Regions from separate parts of the Mus musculus genome. Here regions 1, 3, 4, 5 and 6 are each linked to region 2. The links are chromatin contacts, called in public promoter capture Hi-C maps. All regions are on one chromosome and are shown on one strand. The core of a region is the stretch at or near the end of the contact, and the rest is flanking DNA. Distances in the headings are between cores, read along the strand shown.

Region 1 (3,680 bases), core at 83-2,582, 1.3 Mb before region 2:
AGATAATGATATCAGTTGAATAGAATGCACATACCAGACTAAATAAAAGGTCATTTTCCAGTTATTCCTATTACTGCCAACCATTAGCTATTATATATATATATATACTACATATATATATATATATATATATATATATATATATATATATATGAATGAATGAAATGAAACCTTGGGCAAGTCACTGATCTTATCCCAAAATGAGTCTTCTCATCTGTGAAACTGAGTAGTAATTTCCACCACAGTATAGGACATCAGAAAGTAATGCTTAGTACTAGGTAGGTATCTGGTCTTTAATCCATTGCTTCCTTTTTTTTTTCTTTTTGGTTTTTCGAGACAGGGTTTCTCTGTGTAGCCCTGGCTGTCCTGGAACTCACTCTGTAGACCAGGCTGGCATCAAACTCAGAAATCCGCCTGCCTCTGCCTCCCAAGTGCTGGGATTGAAAGAGTGTGCCACCACTGCCCAGTTAATCCCTTGCTTCCTTAAATCAAGTCCCTGCTGTTTCTGTGGGTCTACTGTTCCCACTGAAGCTTCTCCTACATATCTTTCCAAAAATCTAGCCACACCTGCCTACAGGTGGAAGGAGGTCACTACAGCTTCACCTATGGAACGGGCAGTAGGGGTGGGGTGGGGTCAGCTTTCCTTGGACAAAGACATAGCAAGCTAGAACAGACTCACCTTGTCCTGTAGGAACAGCAGTACATTACGGGGACCCAGCTCCAGGGCAGGGTCTAAGTAGGTAGAAAGCTGCATATCGCTGGTGATATGACCCTCATGTGTGTCGGCCACAGGAGCCCACAGATTCCTGGAAGTGGACAGAATAGGGACTGTCAGACCTGATTTCGTTGCTTGAGATCCTAACCCTATCGGCTCCTGGCTTCACATGCAAGGCCCTGAGATCTGAACGCTCGCCGTCATGAAGCGAGTCCCTGAATAAAAGACAATCTCCATCTGGGCCTCGAAGCCTCTGGCCAAGGACAGCCCTGGAGTTCAGCAAAGGCGACTCATCCACCGCGGCGCACCGCATGGCACTCCCAAACCCAACCTGGCCCGATTCAACTCAGCCAAGCCGGCCAGCCCAACCAGGCCTGTCCCTGCCCGCTCACCGGTCACTCGACCACAGTACCAGTGGCACCTGCTGCTCCGTGGCCACTGCTGCTGCCACTGCCACCAACGACAGAGACAGCCACATGACTGGAGCCCGCCCTGTCCCCGTCCGTATCCGAGATACCACTGTTGCCGCCATCATAGCCTCAGCTTTCAGTGAGTGCCTGGGCCTCTGAAGCCACTGCAGATCAGATGACCGGCACCTCCGCCCAAGCCCCGCCCTCAACGATCTGGGAGGGGCCCTCTCACATACTCGTCTGTGATTGGGCCAAGTGAGTGGCACTCATGACCACTCCTTTTCGCTGGTTGGCTGTACGTGTTTCCAGTCGCGCACGCTCCTTATGAGAAAGGAGGCGGGATCGAGCGCTACAGGCTGCTACTTGGTTCAGCCAGTCGGGTTGATTCTACAGCGTCTCATGCTGTATTTGCCTTTTTCTGTTTTTGTCCTTTTTGCTTAAAATCGCGATACTGGAGTCTTTTTCCTAAAGATAGACCCTCCCTCTGGTATAAAAGAGAAAATGCACTCCCTTTGAATGAAAAAAAGGGTCCACCTCCACCACACCATCAGGGGAACGCCAGCCAGGTGTTAAAATGGGCAGGATGGAGGACAGTCTAGAGAAGAGAACAGATGTAGTATCAGAACAGGGGGGACGAGGGAACCCTCCCTTCTGGCAGCCGAGTCTGATGGACAACATAAGTAACAATGTCAGTGTCATTTGGCACTTAAAAGGCAGGCAAAATCTGTCAGAGCAAAACACTGTTTCTTTTTACTAAGCATCACTTGCCAACAGACAAGGGCAATCCCACTGTAAATTAGGGGGGGACTCCAAAGGGATTATCCTTCCTTGTGATTTGCACTAGAGGAAGAACTGACAGCTAGAGTCAGAAAATGGAAGTTGCCAGCACAAACACATGTAGAGACTTTTCTGGATTTTGTTGTTTGGTTGGTTGGTTTTGTTTTGAAACAGGGTTGTGGTCTGAACAAAATCACTATGTAAACCTCAACCTTGAATCAAGTGCTAGGATTACAGCAGTGAGCCACCAAACCTGCCTACACTTCTGTGCCATTTTTTTGTTTTTGTTTTTGTTTCTGGTCTTTTTGGCTGGGGGTGGGGGGAGTTCGAGACAGGGTTTCTCTGTGTAGCCCTGGCTGTCCTGGAACTCACACTGTAGACCAGGCTGGCCTCAAACTCAGAAATCCTCCTGCCTCTGCCTCCCAAGTGCTGGGACTAAAGGTGTGCGCCACCACTGCTCGGATTCTGTGCCATTTTTGCTTTGTTTTGGTTTGTTTTTTTTTTGTTTTGTTTTTTGTTTGTTTTGTTTTTTGAGACAGGGTTTTTCTGTGTAGCCCTGGCTGTCCTGGAACTCACTTTCTGTGCCATTTTTATTAGTCTTGTTGATTATCTTTACAAATAAGTTCAAGAAATACTACAACTAAATCTTTAACTCTCCTAACATATATGCTGATTAACCTAAGGTAGTGATTCTCAACCTATGGGTCACGACCCCTTCAGGGTCAAACGACTCTTTCACAGGAGTTGCATATCAACTGTCATAACTAGCAAAAATTAAATTAAAATAATGTAGCAATGATAAATAATTTTATGGTTGGGGTCAACACAATATAAGGAACTGTATTAAAGGATTGCAGCACTGAAAAACACTGATTTAGGAGGAACTGAACTAATGTCAAGCTACAAAGATAGGTGTATGATAAAACACATATGCTAAGTTTCTAAAACAGAATCTAGGCAGTGGTATGTACAAATTTTTTTTATCTTTTTGCTTTGTGTTGTTGGTACTGGGAATTGAGCGTAGAGTCTCTTGTGTGCCAATCGTAAATTATATAACTGAGCTACTTCAGGGGTTAAGAGCATCAGCTGCTCTTCCAGAGGGCCTAGGTTCAATTCCCAGCACCCACATGGCAGCTCCCAACTGTTGGTAATTCCAGTTCCAGAGGATTTGACACCCTCACACAAGTGGATAAAACACCAAGGCACATGAAATAAACATTTTTTTTAATTGTGGTAAAACAACTGAACTACTACTCTAACTGATGTATGATTTTTACAGTGTATTTACAGTGTATTGTTTAAATATGTATTGTTTAATTAGTGTTTGACCCAAATTCATGCCCCCCACAAAGTTGTACATGCATCTTAATTTGGAAACAGGGTGTTTGAACATGTAATCAGTTTATAATAAACTCACACTGATGGTTAATGTCACAATATGGAAGGATGAGCCATAACCTGATGACTGGTCATTATAAAGAGAGAAATATATTTACTTACTTTTTGTTTATTTGTGATGGGCTCACATAACCTGGGGTGGCCTCAAACTCACTACACAGGCAATAATGACTTGGAATTCCTGGTCCTCATGTTTCCACCTCTTCTAAATGCTACATGCCACCACACTAGGCAAGAGAGGAAAACATAGAGGCAGACAGGGAAGAAAGCCATATAAAGAAAGACTGCAGTGATGCAGCTACATGCCAATACACAAAGATTTCTGACACCACCAGGAGAGGAAAAGCAGGAACCAATTCTCTCCTAGTTCCCTCAGAGCA
Region 2 (3,302 bases), core at 257-2,756:
GCCCAGAGGAGGAAAAGGAACAGATTTTGAGCATCTGCTGTGTACTTAGCTTTGACCTAGGCACCTTCTATCAGTTCTGCTCCACTGAGTGCACAGCCTCGGTCAGCACTGATAATTGATGGGATGGTTCTGTTCCTTCCAATCTTGTAGTGAGTGGGCTGAAGGCGATGGACAGCACATTCTCGAAAGGCCTCCAGTAAGTTGTACCTGTACCCTGGAGATCTGTTGGCACCCACCCAAACTGGCACTGTTTGTGCAGAAGAGCCAGTTGAGGCCATGGGAAAATAAGAACTTCATAAGCTTCCTACTGCAGCTCTCCAGTTCAGAGCCCCTCACCATTATTCAGGTTTATCAGCCTGTGGAAACCTGCTTCCTGCCCATGACTAGAAATCCAAAGAACCATGAGAGCAAGACAAGACCAAGAGCAGGTGTCACCACCTACCTTAATGTCAAGAGTCAGTACCAATGGCTTGTGGAGAACACAACTCCCAACATACTTTATAGACTCCACAGCCTTGGAGGGGAAGGTGGGCCTGATAGGCTTCTCCTTTTACTCAGTGGAGCTGCCAGGTGCCACAGTACAGAAGGAAGTGGCATGGCCGACAGGAGGATCTGCGTTTCCAACCTTTCTCAGAGGCCAAGCTATCACTAAGCAGTTGCAAAGAGGATGAGGCTATTGGCTCTCCCCTGCTCCCACACAAACAATCCAGTTACAGAGACTGTGCACAGCAGATCCCGCTGATAACACCACAGTGACACTTGATTCGGCGCCTTCTGTCTGAGTATGAGCAGCTCCCTTCCCAGCCCTGAGGTCGCCCAGTGACCAGTACATGTCTATCACAAACCACCATTAAGTCCCTTTGCTCTGGGCTCCAGGCCAGTGAGGGGATTATTGAGTAAGCTTGCCTCTGTACCTCAGTTTCCTCATCTATAAAATGGGCACATTTTACTAAGGATGTGGAATTCTGTGATGCTTGCAACACACCAATTCTAGGCTCACCCTGCCCCATCCCCGCTGGCAGTCTACTAACAATCGGTCTCATCCACAAATGAGTAGGTCAGAGGGACTAGACCAGCCAGAGAGCCACCTGCTTTTGTTGGACACTCTGAGGAACGTTGCCTGTCTCTTCACTCGCGGTGAAAAGCAGAAACCGAGGGCACTGCCTCCCTGACGGGATTCCGAAGAGGGATGCTTGGAGCGAGTATGAATTATTGGTAGGGAAACTGAGGCCCTGGCTTGTGTCCAGGAGGACACGAACTGGGTGCTCCTTGTAGCCTCCCGGTGGTCGAGCCACTTCTTTAGGACGGCGACTCAACAACCCTACCTGGTACAGGTGCCCGGCTTGTGTGACGGGCAGAGGGTCGGACAGGCGTGGTGCGCGGGCTCCCTCGGGTGGGCAGCACTGAACCCAGCCGGGCCGCGTCAGCGGGCGCGGGAAGCGGTACGCAGTGGGAAGCGCGCGGGGCAACGAAGAGGCACGGACTGGGCTCCGCCCGCCCGAGAACAAACAGGTTTTCTCCGGCTGCTGGGAGCCTCGCCCCTCGCCCCTCCCCTCGGCCGGCCCCCTTCCTCTGCCCTCTCCTGGGGTAGGTAGATGCGCCTGGCACATTCCGCACATTCTCCAGCCGGTGTCCTCGGTCCTCCCACCCCTTCCCTGCTCCGCCCAATGGAGCTGCTGGAGAAATCAAGGCTGGGGCTCCCCTCACCCAGCTCAGAGCGAGCTCCAAAAAGTTTTGCCGCTATGGAAAACTTCCAGGCTAATTCCTCTGGGCTCCCAGCCCTGGGGCCAGGAGGACTCCACCACATGAAGGGCCCTCGCTGACTAGTGGCGTCCCTGCCTGCGCCCGGCGAGATCTGGCCAGGCTCTGGGCCAACGACTTCCACAGATGCTGGCGGGTCAGTTCTGTCGAGAACTACTGTGCCTAGATCCATTTTACAGATGGAGATCCCAGACAGGGGCGGGGAAAGGACCAGGCTTGGGGGCAGGGGGGTGCGGACTGATGGCTGAGATCATGCAGGAAGTCAGGCATAGGAGAAAAAAGTGAGCAAGAAACTTCTGTCTGGCGCCTGGGAAAACTTGTACCCTGGAAGGTCATTTTTGGAGCCGGCAGGTAGGCAAAACAGGACTACCTCTCAGGGCATGTCGGAAGACACACACATTCGGTTTAATAAATGACATTCATTCACAGTTTTTGGATATGTAATGTGTGAAAGGCACGAAGTGTGAGAATGTAGTAGGGGTGTCGAACATCCAACAAAGGCTCCTAACCCTCACTGTGAGGTCAGAGAAGTCCTTTCAATAGAGGAGAGAGTTAAGCCAGTGTGCACAAAAAATGATCAAAATGATAGACTACAAAAGAAAGAAAAAGAAAAGATAAAAGGAAGGAAGGAAGGAAGAAAGAAAGAAAGAAAGAAGGAAAGAAAGAAAGAAAAAAAGGAAGGAAGGAAGGAAGGAAGAAGAAAGGAAAGGAAAGAAAAGAAAAAAAAGGAAAAAAGAAAGATTAAAGTCCTGTTGCCAATTTTACAGCAGTGGCCCTCAAATCTACTCACTGTCGTGTTTTCCTGTGACTTATCGCCCTTCCCATTTCAGCCATCACACAGTATGCATGCAGCTTCACTGGGTATATGACCAGATGCTAGCTGCTTAGAGCGCTTTCCTACAGCTTCTGGTTGTTGTTGGAATGAAAGCAGATGCTTTTAGAAGGCCTAATGTTTGACTGTGTTCAACCTCTGTCTGTAAGACCAGCCACCCCAGCACTCCACTGTAATCTCCCCGGCTTCCCCATGTCTTCTGACTACTTCTGTGCCCTCATACCTCAGACCTTTGTTCCTGCACTCATACTCTCTGCAGTACCCTTCCTATATCCCTTGCCACTGAACTCACCCAATCTTTAGATGTCATCCTCTCCTGCCTGCCACCTAGTCAAGTTGACCACTTCCTTCTGTGCACTCACTCTCCCATTCCCTCGGATGACAGTGTATAACCCTTTATTCTCAGTGGTGAGCTCTGGGATGTTGGCGCCCTGTCTGATTATCTCTGGATCACAGAGACCAGCCCAGAGGATCTGGGACATTTGCAGAAGGAAGAGATAGAACAACTCTGAAAGGAGGGTTCTTTTCTCTGTGGGTTTATCAGACAGAAAGGAAGTGCCTTGTGTGTTCTGGGGGAGTGGTTAATCTTTGTCTCCTGCCAACAGGTGTTTTTCTCCTTCCAATTCTGTTAGCCCCAGACCAGTGGCCAGCATCTAATGCTTCTTCTTCCCCGACAAAAGCTACTGATGGCCTTCCATTTGGCTTGACA
Region 3 (3,327 bases), core at 150-2,649, 1.1 Mb before region 2:
CATCATCCTTATTTTTTTTCTTTCTTTCCATCTGATATCCAATACTTTTGGCTCAATTTTTAACATAAATCTTAACTATCACAACTTATCAGATTTCAACTGCTACTGTCCTGGTTAAAGCCTTCATCATCTATCTTTCTTCAACTGCTGCCAGGACCTCTGGACCAGCCAGTTCTTCATTCTTCACTGGCAACATAGGTTTTATGGTGACAGCTAGTGACTCAAATATTTATCAAGGGCTTCTCATCTCAAAATAATCTCCTAGTTCTTTTGGTGGCCTAGGTCTCTCTCCAGTCACACTGGCCTCCTTAGTAAGGCAGGCATAGTCCTTCCTTAGAGTGTTTAAACTTGCCTAGAATGTTTTCCCCAATTACCCATATTGGGAGACGACATGAGGGCAAAAGCTAGAGGGTATCATAATAGCACTTCTTTTGTCCTTGCCCTATCTATTTCAAAGTCTTTATCTCTGTGCAAAATTTTAAGTTCTACTTTCTTGTATGTTTAGTATGACTCTTCCTTACCAGGAGTCTAGTTTGTCTCCTTGTTCAGTACTAAAACAGTGCCTAGCAAATAAATGAATAGAGAGGGGAGCCAAATTTGAATCAGAAAGTCTCTTGTTGCATAGTGTTTAAAAAACAAACAAAGAAAGAAAGTCTCTTGTTGAGCATTTGTTTAGCACAAAGAGCATTGGATGCTGACTGGTATCAGGGTAAGGCTGCTTTGACAATGCTCCCTCTGGCCTCACTCCCTTTTATACGTACTTCCATCAAACCATCTGATTCAACAATGACAGACCGATCTCTTATGGGCTTGGCACACACCATCTGCCCATTATAAACGTCTGCAAAGACCAAGGTTTGATATGTTGATTTTACTGTCAGCCTTAAGAGTGCGACATCTGCTAATTTAGTGTAATAATACAATCAGTAGACCCTTTAAAACAAGTCCCTTGGCTTGGAACAACGCCAGGCTCCTCAACAGGCAACTTTGCTACTTCTACAGAAAATGATAATAAAGAAATGCTGGTGAAGTCAAATGCTTATCACAATGGTGAACTACTCAGCAGGGAGGCTCTAATAGGCGCCAAGAGCCTAGACTTCCTTAAGCGCCAGAGTCCACAAGGGCCCAGTTAATCCTCAACATTCAAATGCTGCCCACAAAACCAGCCCCTCTGTGCCCTAGCCGCCTCTTTTTTCCAAGTGACAGTAGAACTCCACCAATCCGCAGCTGAATGGGGTCCGCCTCTTTTCCCTGCCTAAACAGACAGGAACTCCTGCCAATTGAGGGCGTCACCGCTAAGGCTCCGCCCCAGCCTGGGCTCCACAACCAATGAAGGGTAATCTCGACAAAGAGCAAGGGGTGGGGCGCGGGCGCGCAGGTGCAGCAGCACACAGGCTGGTCGGGAGGGCGGGGCGCGACGTCTGCCGTGCGGGGTCCCGGCATCGGTTGCGCGCGCGCTCCCTCCTCTCGGAGAGAGGGCTGTGGTAAAACCCGTCCGGAAAATGGCCGCCGCTGCCGCCACCGCCGCCGCCGCCGCCGCGCCGAGCGGAGGAGGAGGAGGAGGCGAGGAGGAGAGACTGTGAGTGGGACCGCCAAGGCCGCGGGCGGGGACCCTTGCTGGGGGGCGGGTAGGGGCGGGACGTGGCGCGGGAGGGGCCCGCGGGGTCGGGCGACACGGCTGGCGGATGGCGTCCCTCCTCTCTACCCTCCCCCTCCCTCTGCCGCCGGTGGTGGCTTTCTCCACTCGTCTCCCGCAATCGCGAGCGACGGTTCTCAGCGCGATCTCCCTGGAGCCACCTTCGAATGACGCCCTCCCGCTGCCCGCCCCATCTGTGCGCATCCTAGGCCCCAGCTGTGCAAGCGCCCTTGTCGTCTGGGCTTCGCCAGTTGGGGCTGCGCGCGCTCCTGCCCTTCTTGGGGCTTTGGGCCTCGGCACTGTCGCGCGCCCGCGGTCCCGGCCTCTCCCTGGATCGCGCTGTCCCCTTCTCCCTCGCGCGCCCCCACTCCCGTTACTTGCTCCCCCCTCACACACACAGACTGGCGCGCGTGCGCAGTCCATCTCCCGTTGGGAGAGTGCGCCACAAGGGCTCCTGAGCTCTTACCCCCATCTCTGGGTTTTGCTCCCTCCTCCTCCTCTCCCATTCCGTGACTTTTTGCCCCCACTGCAAGCGAGTCGGTCCATCAGCTCCATTCCCCACTTGGCAGGAACAAGTTGAGGGTTATTGTCCACCCACAAAAAGGACTAGACATTATGTTCCTAGGTCCCACAACTCATCATAAAGAGATGGTTGTAGTTCTCATCAGGAACCGTGGGCAAGGGACTGTGCGTTCCTCAGCACTCGAAGCTCTTCCGTGAGACCATGCCCGCAGGGTGCTCTGGTTCTTTGGGGATGCTGTGCTGTGGCTTCGGAATATGAGCGTCTTCCCACCCTCCCTCCCCTCCCTTCGCCAGCGATCATCCAGTTACATAAGTGGAATGGGACGTTGTATGTAACGGGCTCTCTTCGTCCTGGAGCGCTCAGGATCGCCAGTACCAAATGGGGCGAGATCATCGCATCGCTGTGACTCCTGTCACTTATCTTTGAAAGTTCATTCTCTTTTTAGTTTGGTTATGGCTGAATCACTGAAAATAAAACACAGGTGACTTTTATGTGGCAGTGGCAATGTTTCTGAGGTTTTGCACTAAAGGTTTAAAGTCATCATGGAGTCTAAAAAAGATTCCCTCTCACAAGAGAGACCCTGGTATGACATTGTTCAGTATGGACCCCTGAAGGGCAAAGCTTGTTAGGGGATACCTCTATGCTGGTTCCTTGTATGTTCGGGTATAGGTTGATCAAAACAAAAATGGGCTCCACCACAAATTTGATATTCCTGACTCATAGTCAGGCAGATATGTACTCTTGGTTAATTTTCCAGGAACACAAATGGGCTCTGTTGAGTCATTTGCATGTTGACTCCACTGTTTGGAATCATTACAGTGAGGCAGTAGGCTCAAATACAGGGTGGTTGATGACGATCATGAAACAGAATGGACTAATTTATAGTGCTAAGTGACTGAGATGTTGTAGGACAAGTTCTAGATATTTTGTTATACTACATAAATGAAACCAATTTGGGCCTGGGTAGTAAAATTTCACTAATAGGTAATTATTACTGTAGAGGAGAATTTTGGGTTTGTGGTTGGAATTATGTGAATCTCAGCAATTTCAATTAATAACATGATTAAACTGATATCTTAGGTTCTTTGAAATATGTCGAATCTCTATAAAAAGATAAAATTTGGATTGTTAGGTCCTTGGGGAGTTTCCACCAAGGATTTGGAAAAAT
Region 4 (3,467 bases), core at 486-2,985, 1.4 Mb before region 2:
TGTCAACAAGTGTTCATTTGGTTGCAAAGTGGAACTTGAAGTTTTGAAGGAGCTCCTACAGAGCCCCCAACCCATGCTGTTGGGCCTCTTGGGCCAGTTTCTGGTCATGCCTTTCTATGCTTTCCTGATGGCCAAAGTCTTCATGCTACCCAAGGCCTTAGCTCTGGGCCTCATCATTACCTGCTCATCACCTGGTGGTGGAGGGAGCTACCTCTTCAGTCTCCTCCTTGGAGGAGATGTCACCCTGGCCATCTCCATGACTTTCATCTCAACAGTAGCTGCCACTGGTTTCCTACCACTCTCATCAGCCATCTACAGCTACCTTCTCAGCATCCATGAAACACTCCACGTGCCCATCTCCAAGATATTGGGGACCCTGCTGTTTATCGCCATCCCCATAGCAGCGGGTGTGGTGATCAAATCTAAGCTCCCCAAGTTCTCTGAACTACTGTTACAGGTCATCAAGCCCTTCAGCTTTATACTTCTCCTGGGTGGCCTGTTCCTGGCCTACCACATGGGGGTCTTCATCCTAGTGGGAGTCAGGTTACCCATTGTACTGGTGGGTTTCACAGTGCCTCTTGTTGGCCTCTTGGTGGGCTACAGCCTGGCCATCTGCCTGAAGCTGCCAGTGGCTCAGCGACGAACAGTCAGCATTGAGGTAGGGGTGCAAAACAGCCTGCTAGCCTTAGCCATGCTACAGCTGTCTCTGCGCCGCCTTCAAGCAGACTATGCCTCTCAGGCCCCTTTCATTGTGGCACTGAGTGGTACCTCCGAGATGTTGGCTTTGGTTATTGGCCAGTTCATCTATAGCATCTTGTTTCCTGTTCCCTGAGCCCTCTGGATCAAGTTTTATAACTTCCAGCCCCCATACTCCTCTCTTCCCACAGTTCTTGTGTACCGTACCAAAGGCCTTTAGTTCTCATGCACTATGCACTCAAGACAAATCCAGGCTTATTTTTTTACTCCTTTTCGCCCCAGCTTTCAGTGCCAAAGAGGCCATGCTGAGTTAGATAGTTGGGTATTGCCCAGAAATATATTTCAATAAAAAAAAACCAAAAAAACAAAAGCAAGCTCGGGTCCCTTCCAGTCTGTCCCTTGGAGCCTGTGGATTGGGGTAAGAAGAGTGTGTCTGGGCGGATATGGGCCAGAACAGTGAACCAGCTTGGTGACCCTGCACAGAACCCACTTTCTCCTCCTCACTCTGTTTTGCACATGGTAGACATGTACCTTTGAGCTGTATCCTCAGATCTACAAAGGCTTTGCTCTAACAGCCCTACCTAACAGGGCAGACCTCTGCACTATAAGGAGTGAAGAGAGCACTACTTCCGAGCTTCAGTCAGGATATTTTTGCAGCCAGACTAGAAAGGAAGTAGAAAGCCATTAAGCTATGACAGGCAGGACTGGACCATTTCTGTATCTGAGAGACACCACCACGTGTTTGCATTGACTTGGTCCACCAGCAGGGTGGGAATTAGCACAGGCCGGGCCTGGAGTGAGGCTGACATTCTGGTCCTTCCTTTCAAGCCACAGCTCCCAGACTAAGCAAGCCTGGCCCCACAGGTACCTCACTTGGATCCCAGTGGGCGGGGCATCCCCACGTCCCCGCGCCATTAAGCCCAGGTGGTGGACTCTACCCAAGGCACGGCCGGGGCAGAAGCGAAGGCCGGGAGGCGGGACTGAAGAATGCGCAGGCGGGAGCCACGAGGCGGGCGCGCCCCTTTCACGGCTTCCGGCGGCGGCGGGCGGTTCCGGGGCGGCGGCGCGCGGCAGGGGACCGTTGGTGTTTGCGTTGGCCGTAGTGGACTGGGCCGTGGACACCATGCAGCTGACCGTGAAGGCGCTCCAGGGCCGGGAATGTAGCCTACAGGTAAAGTCACCCCGCAGGCTGCTGCACTCACTCCTGCCGCTGGGGGCCGAGGGCGGGTGGGGGAGGCCGGGAGAGCTGACCTCAGGAGGGGGTGCGAGGGCTTCACCGCCCAGGGAATTCGGGCTGAGCCCTTGCCTCTCCACCTCGGCCGGATCAGGTGGCGGAGGACGAGCTAGTGTCTACACTGAAGCACCTGGTCTCGGATAAGCTGAATGTCCCTGTGCGCCAGCAACGTCTGCTGTTCAAGGGCAAGGCCCTAGCAGGTAATCAGGGAAAGGAGCCATCCAGGGAGCTTTACAGAAAGCTGGGGGACGGGATGTACAGGCCAGTGTAGTGGATCGGGGCACTGGCTGCCACTGGACCTCAGAAAAGTAGCTGAGCCATCACCACCCCACCACCCCATAGCCAGATGCTGCAGTGCTTCACTCTGGCTGTCTGTGGCAGGATTGCTTCCCAGCCACCTCCACATCAGTGAGGAAGGAACCACACCAATCTCTCTTTGGCAGATGAAAAACGACTGTCAGATTACAACATTGGGCCCAATTCTAAGCTCAACCTAGTTGTTAAGCCTTTGGAGAAGGTGCTACTGGAAGAAGGGTCTGCCCACAGACTGGTCGACTCCCCAGCCACCCCCATCTGGCAGCTGATCTCCAAAGTCCTGGCCCGTCACTTCAGTGTAGCAGATGCCAGCAGGGTCCTGGAACAACTACAGAGGGTGAGAAGAGTAATGCTGGCCCTCCATTCTTAATGTTTCTACCCGTCCCCTACCTAATGCAGCATACGCCTTCCCCACTGGCCTCTCTGAATACACTCGGTCTTCTCTCCTCAGGATTATGACAGGTCCTTGAGCCGCCTAACACTGGATGACATCGAACGTTTGGCCAGCCGCTTTCTACACCCTGAAGTGACTGAGGCTATGGAAAAAGGGTTCTGCAAATAGCATTCTGGGATTGTGGGGAGAAATCCCAGGTCAGGCCACAGCTGCATGTTGCATTAAATGTGTTCTCATGTCGCAGTTTGGCTCATAGTGATAATAATAGCTGGTATGTATCCAGCTCTTGCTAGGTGCTAGGTACTCAAAGTACATGGCCTGAGTTCTCTTCTGCCTCCCACAGCAAAGTTGAGGCTGCACTGTAGAGACACCTAGCAATGGCTTGGGACAGACAGGGTCCAAGTCTAGCCAGCCTATAGAAGTGCCTCTGTAGGAGAAAGAGTGTGCTGTTTTCAGAGATGGGTCTTAGTATTCCCATTTAGCCCACTCAGCATACACCCTCAAAAGACTCCCTCAGGAAACCACTAGTTCCTGTCACCTGCCCTCTGGTGTGTCCCTTGGCAAATCTCTATAGGAGGCCAAGTGTTAGCTATCCAGGGCCCCTCCACTGCTGCAGCCAGTGTGCTCTTGAATAACAAGCAGGTTAAGGGGCTGGAGGATCAGAAAGATACCCCAGCTCCATCATAGTTTGAGTCATGTTTCTATGCCACTTTGGTCCCCAACCAAAGTGAATCTGTCCCATGTTAGGCACTCCTCTGACCTGAATAAGTTTCCTTTCTCCTTTATCAGTTCAAGGTGGGAGTCTTTGCTCTCATCACCTGCAGTTCC
Region 5 (3,225 bases), core at 580-3,079, 1.4 Mb before region 2:
TTCTATGTAGCCCTGGTTGTCCTAGAACTCACTCTGTAGACCAGGCTAGCCTCAAACTCACAGAGATTCACCTGCCCCTGTCTCCAGAATACTGGGATTAAAGGCATGTGCCACCATCCCTAGCTTTAATTGTCCATTTTAAATGATAAAGGGCTGAGGTTTTGTGTCAGCCATAAGGCATATGTATGTCAAAAGCCATAAATTTAATTTTCAGAACACACACACACAAAGTCCTGGAGAAAATAGACTGAAAGTTTGTCCCATGAGTCATAAAAGACCTGGATCTCCACCTATAATCCCAGAACTAAGTAGGTATAAGCAAGAGGTCCAAGGACATCCTTGGAAACATAGTGAGTTAAAGAATATACGAAATTCCCATCTCAAAAAATATGTAGCAGGACTGGGTGTGTTAGCATACGCCTTTAATTCCATCATTCAGAAGGCATTTAATTCCATCATTCTGTACATTTGAGGCCAGCCTGGTCTACAGATGCCCTTGACCACAAGCATTGGAGAGTGCCTATGAGGAAGTACTCAGTCAATATGGAAACTACTGTATTCTTTTTTTTTTAATATTCATTTTGTTGTTGTTGCTGTTACTATTTTATCTTTACTTAATGTTTTATTTTAAAAATTAATTATTATTTGTGTGTGTGTGTGGAGGAGGAGGAGGAGGAAGAGGAGGAAGAGATCAGAGAGGTGCCAGATCCCCTGAAGCGGTTGTGAGCTGCCTTATGTGAGTGTAAGGAATCCAGCCCGGGTATCCTGCAAGAACAGTATGTGCCCTTAACCACTGAGTCATCTCTCCAGCTTCCTACAATTTTTGAAATTTTATTTTTTTTATATAAGTGGTTTCCCTACATGTACCACATGTGGTACGTGTACCACATGCATGCCTGGCGCCTGAGATGGTCAGAATAAGACATCAGATTCCCTGAGACAGGTTTCATGCAGCTAAGGCTGACCTCAAAGTTGCTAAGTGGCCGAGGATGCTTTAAACCCTTTATCCTCCTCTCCCGTCTCCACTTTCCAAGTGCTGAGATTACAAGTGTAACCAAATTGAAAACGCTATCATCTAACCAAAACAGTGCTTCTGTAAACTTTTCTGTATTTTGGAGCATTATGGAAGTGGGGTGGAGTTCCTGTAAGTAAGACCATTGGGTCAAAGGACAGGAATGCAGCTGCCTGAGACACAGATAGATCCAGCTTAAAAGGACTGGCCCAGCTGCCCTGGCACTGTAGGCGGTCAGGGGAAAAGGCTCAAACATGAGGGTCAGGAGCAATGTTCCAAACATCCCTTCACTGATTGATACATAAAACAGAACGCTCTCACGAAAGAACACTAAGCAGAAAGAAAGCAACCAAAGGCTCAGGTTTACCTCCGCATGTGCTTCTGAACCGTCCATGCTCTTAAAGAACACATATCAACCTTAAGTCATTATCTGTGTCCCCGCATCCATCCTCTTATGAGCCATGAAAGCTCTGATATCAAGTCACAATCGGAGCTTCAGCTCATCAAATATAGAAATAGATCGCTCACCTAAGAGGACGTGTGGAGGAAGTGGGAATGGGGGCTCTGGTGTTTTATGCCCGTAATTCCAACATTTGAGAGCCTGAAGCAGGTGAATCGCTCCAAGTTTGAGAACAGCCTGGGTTACATAGAGTTAAGCAAACATGAACTGTAAAGTGTATAGTACCTCAAAGTCTAGAAGGAGATTTCATCTTGAAGCAGTGACACTGTAGGAAGCTAGGCGGCTCAGCTTTAGCACAAGAGGAGTGCACAGCCACACTCGGCACCTCCCACCCAGCCTCTGGAGGAGAGGGAGGAGGCCGGTCTGGAGGTGGAGCCTCCGTGAGGACCTGCGGACCTACAGCACAGCCTATGGGCCTATGGCGGAGCGACGCCTGTGGGCTGTGGCCTTCTGCGGGCGGCCATTGTCGTGCCTGATAAGCTTTTCTACGTGACTCACTTGCTTCACCTAGCCGGCAGAGCGAGACAACTGGGTAACTCCCTGATCCGGTCTGCTTCTCCCTACACCCAGACAACATCCTTGGCCCGCCCAATCTCTGCCACCAGCCTCGAGCGGATCGACCTGAGCCCCGGGCCTAGCACCGGAGGGATCCGGGTGGAGAAGAATCATTGCTACGCTCCAGTCCTGGAGTCTGTTAGCCAGACTGTGAGGCGCAACGGATTCCTAAGGCTCTCCTGGCCAGGCAGGACTTCTCCCAGCACTCACGAGGAACTGAGCCTGGACTGGTGTTTGGAGGAACAAGTCATAACACCGATCGCTCCCAGCACAGACTTGCCACTGCCCCCACCCCCAAACCTACTCTCTCCTGTTTCATTCCCCCCAGAACCCACAGTTCCCAAACAGTGCACCTGCGGGAGATCTCAACCCAGCTGGAGAAGTGGACATGAGGTTGGCAGGTGGGTGGCTTCCACAGCGAACTGAAGAGAGGCCAGGTGTCCTAGTGCCTGTGTTAGGAGAGGCCTGGGTGGTCACTGGTTTGTTTATTTATTAATGGATGACTGTGCACAAGCACTCATTTTATGAGCAAATTCACCTCTGAGGACTTCAGCTTCCCAAACTATAAGGATTGATTTTATATAGAGAGATAGATATAGATAGATGTTGATAATATATATAATCAATATATATAAGTTAAGGATATATATATATATATATATATATAAAATCTCCAGAGATTGAATGGATGGAGAGGAGTGGATAGTAGAGATAGAGAGATGTAGCCAGAAGAGAACTGACTTAGGTGCCTTTGAGGTTGGGTATGATCTAAGTGGTAGCTCTGCTGTCAGCTGGACTACAAACATGAATGTGCCTTGGAGGGACTGTTTGGGGTGAGAGTAGAATTTGAAAACTGGTAAAGTAGCAGCTTTGTGGATAAGTCCAAATTGGACATTAAGGAACTGGCTGGGAGGATATGAGTTCAAGACAGATCTGGGCTGGAGGTGTAAGGTGTCATTGCTGCATGGTGAAATCTCCCATACAGTATGAAGATGGGAGAAGGCAGCCTGGAAAAGAACACCTTTTGAGGAGAGAGTAATGGAACACAATCTAACCAACAAAGGGAGTCCCAGAGAATGGGGTCAGGAGACAGTACTGTCCTGGAATCTAGTAGTGAAGTGTCAAGAAAGAGCAGTCAGACAATCAGAAATGTGACATCATAAAAGTCATAGGTGGTCTTGTTTGGAAGGTTATTTAG
Region 6 (3,304 bases), core at 268-2,767, 1.0 Mb before region 2:
TGGGGAAACTGGTCAGGAGAAGAAAGCTGCCGCTTTACAAGCATGCTTTCAGCTGGCCAAACAAGGAATACCAAGTTGCTGCCTGTGGATCATCCCTGGGCAGTGAGAAGTGAGAAAAGTTTAGAGGTACAGAACTCCAGCAAGCTCAAGGTGTGTTCAAGAGAGGAGCTGGGTTTAGGAAGTTTTCCCCACAGCTGTTTATGTTCAATCTTATCAGGAATGGCTACAGCAGGGGTGTATATGCAAACTCAATTTCAGAACAGAATAAGTTCTTTTCAGGACACCTACTAAACAGGGTTTGGGTTTTTTGTTTGTTTTGTTTTTTGTTTGTTTGTTTTTTTCAGGTTTGGTCTTGATCTGAGGTAGGGTTGCACTTTGTATCCCTGGCTGACCTGGAACTTAAACCATGCTAACCTCAAATTCACAGAGATTCACTTGCCTTTGTTTTCTGGGTGCAGGAATTAAAGGGGTGTACCACCAAGCCCAACATCTAAAGAGTTCTATCTGGCTTAAGGCTGTTGGTGTATATAAGTTCAGGTGGGTGGACAGAGGCTGGCTATGCCATCTTCCTAACAGCTCTTTTAAAGAGCTGGGCTTTAGTGATTTGTACTTGAGGAAGACCACCTGAGCAGGGAGCACTATCCAAGCCATACAGTCTGTGCAGGTGAGTGGCAATGGCTAATGCTAAGAGTAGTGCACTCATATGAAGAGGACTTCAGAGAGCATAATGAGAAAGTAGTGTGCGCTGAGATGTGTGTCATAGTGACCAAAAAGGCCAAAGAAAACCCTGAATGGAGAACAGTAGAGGAATAGGCAAGAGACACTCATTCATGTGGCTAAAGGTCACAACAGGTGGTATCACCAACAACTACTCTAGAAAGGGGTAGGAGAAGCTGCTAGACCCTACTATCCTTATGGAGAGAAGTGCAAACTAAGATAAAAGTGTGACAGAAAAAGGAAAGGGACATTTAGAGCCGAACACCATGTGTATGTTAAGAGACATAAATGTGTTAGTTGGAAAGCTAATTAGAATCCTGCACAGGCAGATTCTGTGATCTAACACTTGCTGGCCCAGCTGCTGGAAGGTTCCTGGGGGCGTGGTGGGGGCATGGAGATCTAGCACACAAGCAGTAGCATGGTATACACTCTTCCAGACCATTCTCAGGGCATCCATCCTTATCACCAAATGACTACAGTCTGCCAGAGGGCCATTTTGTTACCCATATTTAACCCTGACTGACCAACAATTTGGCTGGCTCTCAAACTGCTCCCCAACTAAAGCGAGGGTAGCCTCTCCGTGACTTTCACCAGGCTTGGCATAAACTGCCTTTGTAGAACATCGTGTAAAAACATCGTGCCCTTTGTCTCTAGAACTGGAAGTCATTCTTCATCCTGTTCAGCCCTATTCAGATGTTTGTGTAGGACCACAGACCTCGGTTCTCCCATTAGGGACTCCCTCCTACGTAGCAGAGCTCCTTCCCCGCGTCAAGGGCGGCGCGGGACGCCCCCGTGTGGCGGAAGGCCGCGGAGGGCAAGATGGCGGCGGGTCGAGCGCCGCCTCTTCCGCCCGGCCGGGTGTCGCACGAGGCCGGCCTGAAGGGGAAGTGAGTCAGTGTCCGCGGACCCGGCCCGCTAAGGCCCGCGCCCGCCGAGGCCCCGAGAGGCCTCGGCCCGGGGGCGGCGGCGGCGGCCATGGCCGGGGGGCCGGGCCCCGGGGAGCCTGTGGTTCCAGGCGCCCAGCACTTCTTGTACGAGGTGCCACCCTGGGTTATGTGCCGCTTCTACAAAGTGATGGACGCCCTGGAGCCCGCCGACTGGTGCCAGTTCGGTGGGTGACGGCAGGCCGGCGTGGGGTGGTGGACTCAGGCTTCTGGAGCTGAAGCCTGATGTTCCCCATCCCGCAGCGGCCTTGATCGTGCGCGACCAGACAGAGCTGCGGCTGTGCGAGCGCTCCGAGCAGCGCACAGCCAGTGTTCTGTGGCCCTGGATCAACCGCAACGCGCGCGTAGCTGACCTCGTTCACATCCTCACGCACCTGCAGCTGCTGCGTGCGAGGGACATCATCACAGCCTGTGAGCGAGCATAGCCCCAGGGACCCTAGGGATGGGAACCCAAGAGGGGTGACGGGTACAGAGTTTCCTGAGACAGGGAACCATATGGGAACTCCCCCCCCCCCACCCCTTCACTTAGAGATAGAGAGCTCTGAGTCACAACCCTCCTTTCCTTCCTTGTTATCCCAGGGCACCCTCCTGCCCCCGTTGTGCCCCCAAGCACCGCTGCCCCAAGGCCCAGCAGCATCTCTGCAGGCTCTGAGGCCGGGGACTGGAGCCCCCGGAAATTGCAGTCCTCTGCCTCCACCTTCCTCTCCCCAGGTAAAAAGAACCCGGGTGTTGGGCTTGATATGCCTGAGGAAAAGGCCACCATGACTGCTGACATGGCTGTAGACTGCTGCTGGTCTCTGCCTCTCACTGCCATCTTTATGAAGCTTTTCCAGGCTCCCAGACCCATTCTGAGTCAGAGCTCCTCCAGGTTCCACTCCCTGTTTCCCTCGGGCCACCACTACCATCTTCAGCCCCTTCCTCCACCAAGGTAGGTGTCTCTTAACCCCCAGGGAATTTTCCAGACAAAGAGGAAGAAACTTAACCTTTGGTGTACCACAGAGCCCAAATCAGCACAGCCAGGTCATCTGAGAGACAACTAGTGTTGAAGGGAGCTTTCAACCTGGACCAAAGGGAATAGATAGGGTCCTCGCCTGGTCCATGGTCTCTTCCAGCAGTCAAGCCCAGAGAGCCCAGTGTCTGGCCTCCAAAGAGCCCATCCCTCCCCGTTTTGCTGGCCCTTCTGTGAGATTTCCCAAGGCACCTGCAACTTCTCTGAAGAACTCAGGATTGGAGAGGGTGGTTTTGGATGTGTGTACCGAGCAGTCATGAGAAATACTACATATGCTGTGAAGAGACTGAAGGAGGTAGGTGTAACATTGGGGTAGACACCTGGAAGACAATCTATCAGTCCTTATTTGTCTAGTTCCTCCCTCCATCAGCCCCTCACTTCTGCAGTCTCCAGCCTCCCCAAGCAATTCCTTCAAGGACCCCAAGCCTTCCATAGATTTGGGCCTGGAAACAACTGGCAAGCTTGGCTCATGTCACCTACTTTCCCTACCTCTTACCCCACCATGCCTGGGGCTACAGGAAGCTGACCTAGAGTGGACTATGGTGAAACAGAGCTTCTTAACAGAGGTGGAACAGCTATCAAGGTGAGCCTTGGGGGTCCCTCCTGTCTAGGGGCACAAGGTGAGCCACACCAC

Evidence for each region. Promoter capture Hi-C pulls out the DNA fragments that hold promoters and counts their contacts.
Region 1: a contact with region 2 is called in a promoter capture Hi-C map of second pharyngeal arch cranial neural crest. The contact joins the promoter of Atp6ap1 here to the promoter of Zfp185 in region 2. A contact is called at or near these places in 3 of 39 promoter capture datasets (cranial neural crest, hippocampal neurons and second pharyngeal arch cranial neural crest).
Region 3: a promoter capture Hi-C map of hippocampal neurons shows a contact between it and region 2, with 3 times the contacts expected there. The contact joins the promoter of Mecp2 here to the promoter of Zfp185 in region 2. A contact is called at or near these places in 2 of 39 promoter capture datasets (cranial neural crest and hippocampal neurons).
Region 4: a contact with region 2 is called in a promoter capture Hi-C map of hippocampal neurons, with 4 times the contacts expected there. The contact joins the promoter of Ubl4a here to the promoter of Zfp185 in region 2. A contact is called at or near these places in 3 of 39 promoter capture datasets (hippocampal neurons, liver and pre-B cells).
Region 5: a contact with region 2 is called in a promoter capture Hi-C map of second pharyngeal arch cranial neural crest. The contact joins the promoter of Fam3a here to the promoter of Zfp185 in region 2. A contact is called at or near these places in 3 of 39 promoter capture datasets (hippocampal neurons, liver and second pharyngeal arch cranial neural crest).
Region 6: a contact with region 2 is called in a promoter capture Hi-C map of hippocampal neurons, with 3 times the contacts expected there. The contact joins the promoter of Irak1 here to the promoter of Zfp185 in region 2. A contact is called at or near these places in 6 of 39 promoter capture datasets (the SN4741 cell line, cranial neural crest, hippocampal neurons and 2 more), 1 of 115 datasets of contacts at active chromatin or transcription factors (large pre-B cells) and 1 of 9 other capture datasets (liver).

What each region holds. Positions count from the first base shown.
Region 1 is chrX:74,294,749-74,298,428 of GRCm38.p6, reverse strand. Atp6ap1 (ATPase, H+ transporting, lysosomal accessory protein 1) reads right to left here and starts at 1,332. Exons shown (of 10, transcript NM_018794.4): 1 at 1,108-1,332; 2 at 680-806. The coding sequence starts at 1,250. It also overlaps a transcript of Taz not described here.
Region 2 is chrX:72,985,543-72,988,844 of GRCm38.p6, reverse strand. It overlaps Zfp185 (zinc finger protein 185), which reads right to left and starts at 1,506. Exons shown (of 19, transcript NM_009549.3): 1 at 1,326-1,506.
Region 3 is chrX:74,083,762-74,087,088 of GRCm38.p6, reverse strand. It overlaps Mecp2 (methyl CpG binding protein 2), which reads left to right and starts at 1,399. Exons shown (of 4, transcript NM_010788.4): 1 at 1,399-1,579.
Region 4 is chrX:74,366,816-74,370,282 of GRCm38.p6, reverse strand. It overlaps Ubl4a (ubiquitin-like 4A), which reads left to right and starts at 1,735. Exons shown (of 4, transcript NM_145405.2): 1 at 1,735-1,867; 2 at 2,025-2,130; 3 at 2,374-2,582; 4 at 2,697-3,467. The coding sequence starts at 1,820. The coding sequence ends at 2,807. It overlaps Gm44504 (predicted readthrough transcript (NMD candidate), 44504), which reads left to right. Exons shown (of 6, transcript NR_103489.1): 4 at 1,525-1,867; 5 at 2,025-2,130; 6 at 2,697-2,836. It overlaps Slc10a3 (solute carrier family 10 (sodium/bile acid cotransporter family), member 3), which reads left to right. Exons shown (of 3, transcript NM_145406.2): 3 at 1-1,066. The coding sequence ends at 832.
Region 5 is chrX:74,391,878-74,395,102 of GRCm38.p6, reverse strand. It overlaps Fam3a (family with sequence similarity 3, member A), which reads left to right and starts at 1,829. Exons shown (of 9, transcript NM_025473.4): 1 at 1,829-2,428. The coding sequence starts at 2,416. It also overlaps a transcript of Ikbkg not described here.
Region 6 is chrX:74,022,134-74,025,437 of GRCm38.p6, reverse strand. It overlaps Irak1 (interleukin-1 receptor-associated kinase 1), which reads left to right and starts at 1,517. Exons shown (of 15, transcript NM_001177973.1): 1 at 1,517-1,828; 2 at 1,905-2,072; 3 at 2,241-2,372; 4 at 2,486-2,589; 5 at 2,774-2,965; 6 at 3,189-3,253. The coding sequence starts at 1,693. It overlaps Mir5132 (microRNA 5132), which reads left to right and starts at 1,840; the gene lies at 1,840-1,910. It overlaps Mir718 (microRNA 718), which reads left to right and starts at 1,502; the gene lies at 1,502-1,589.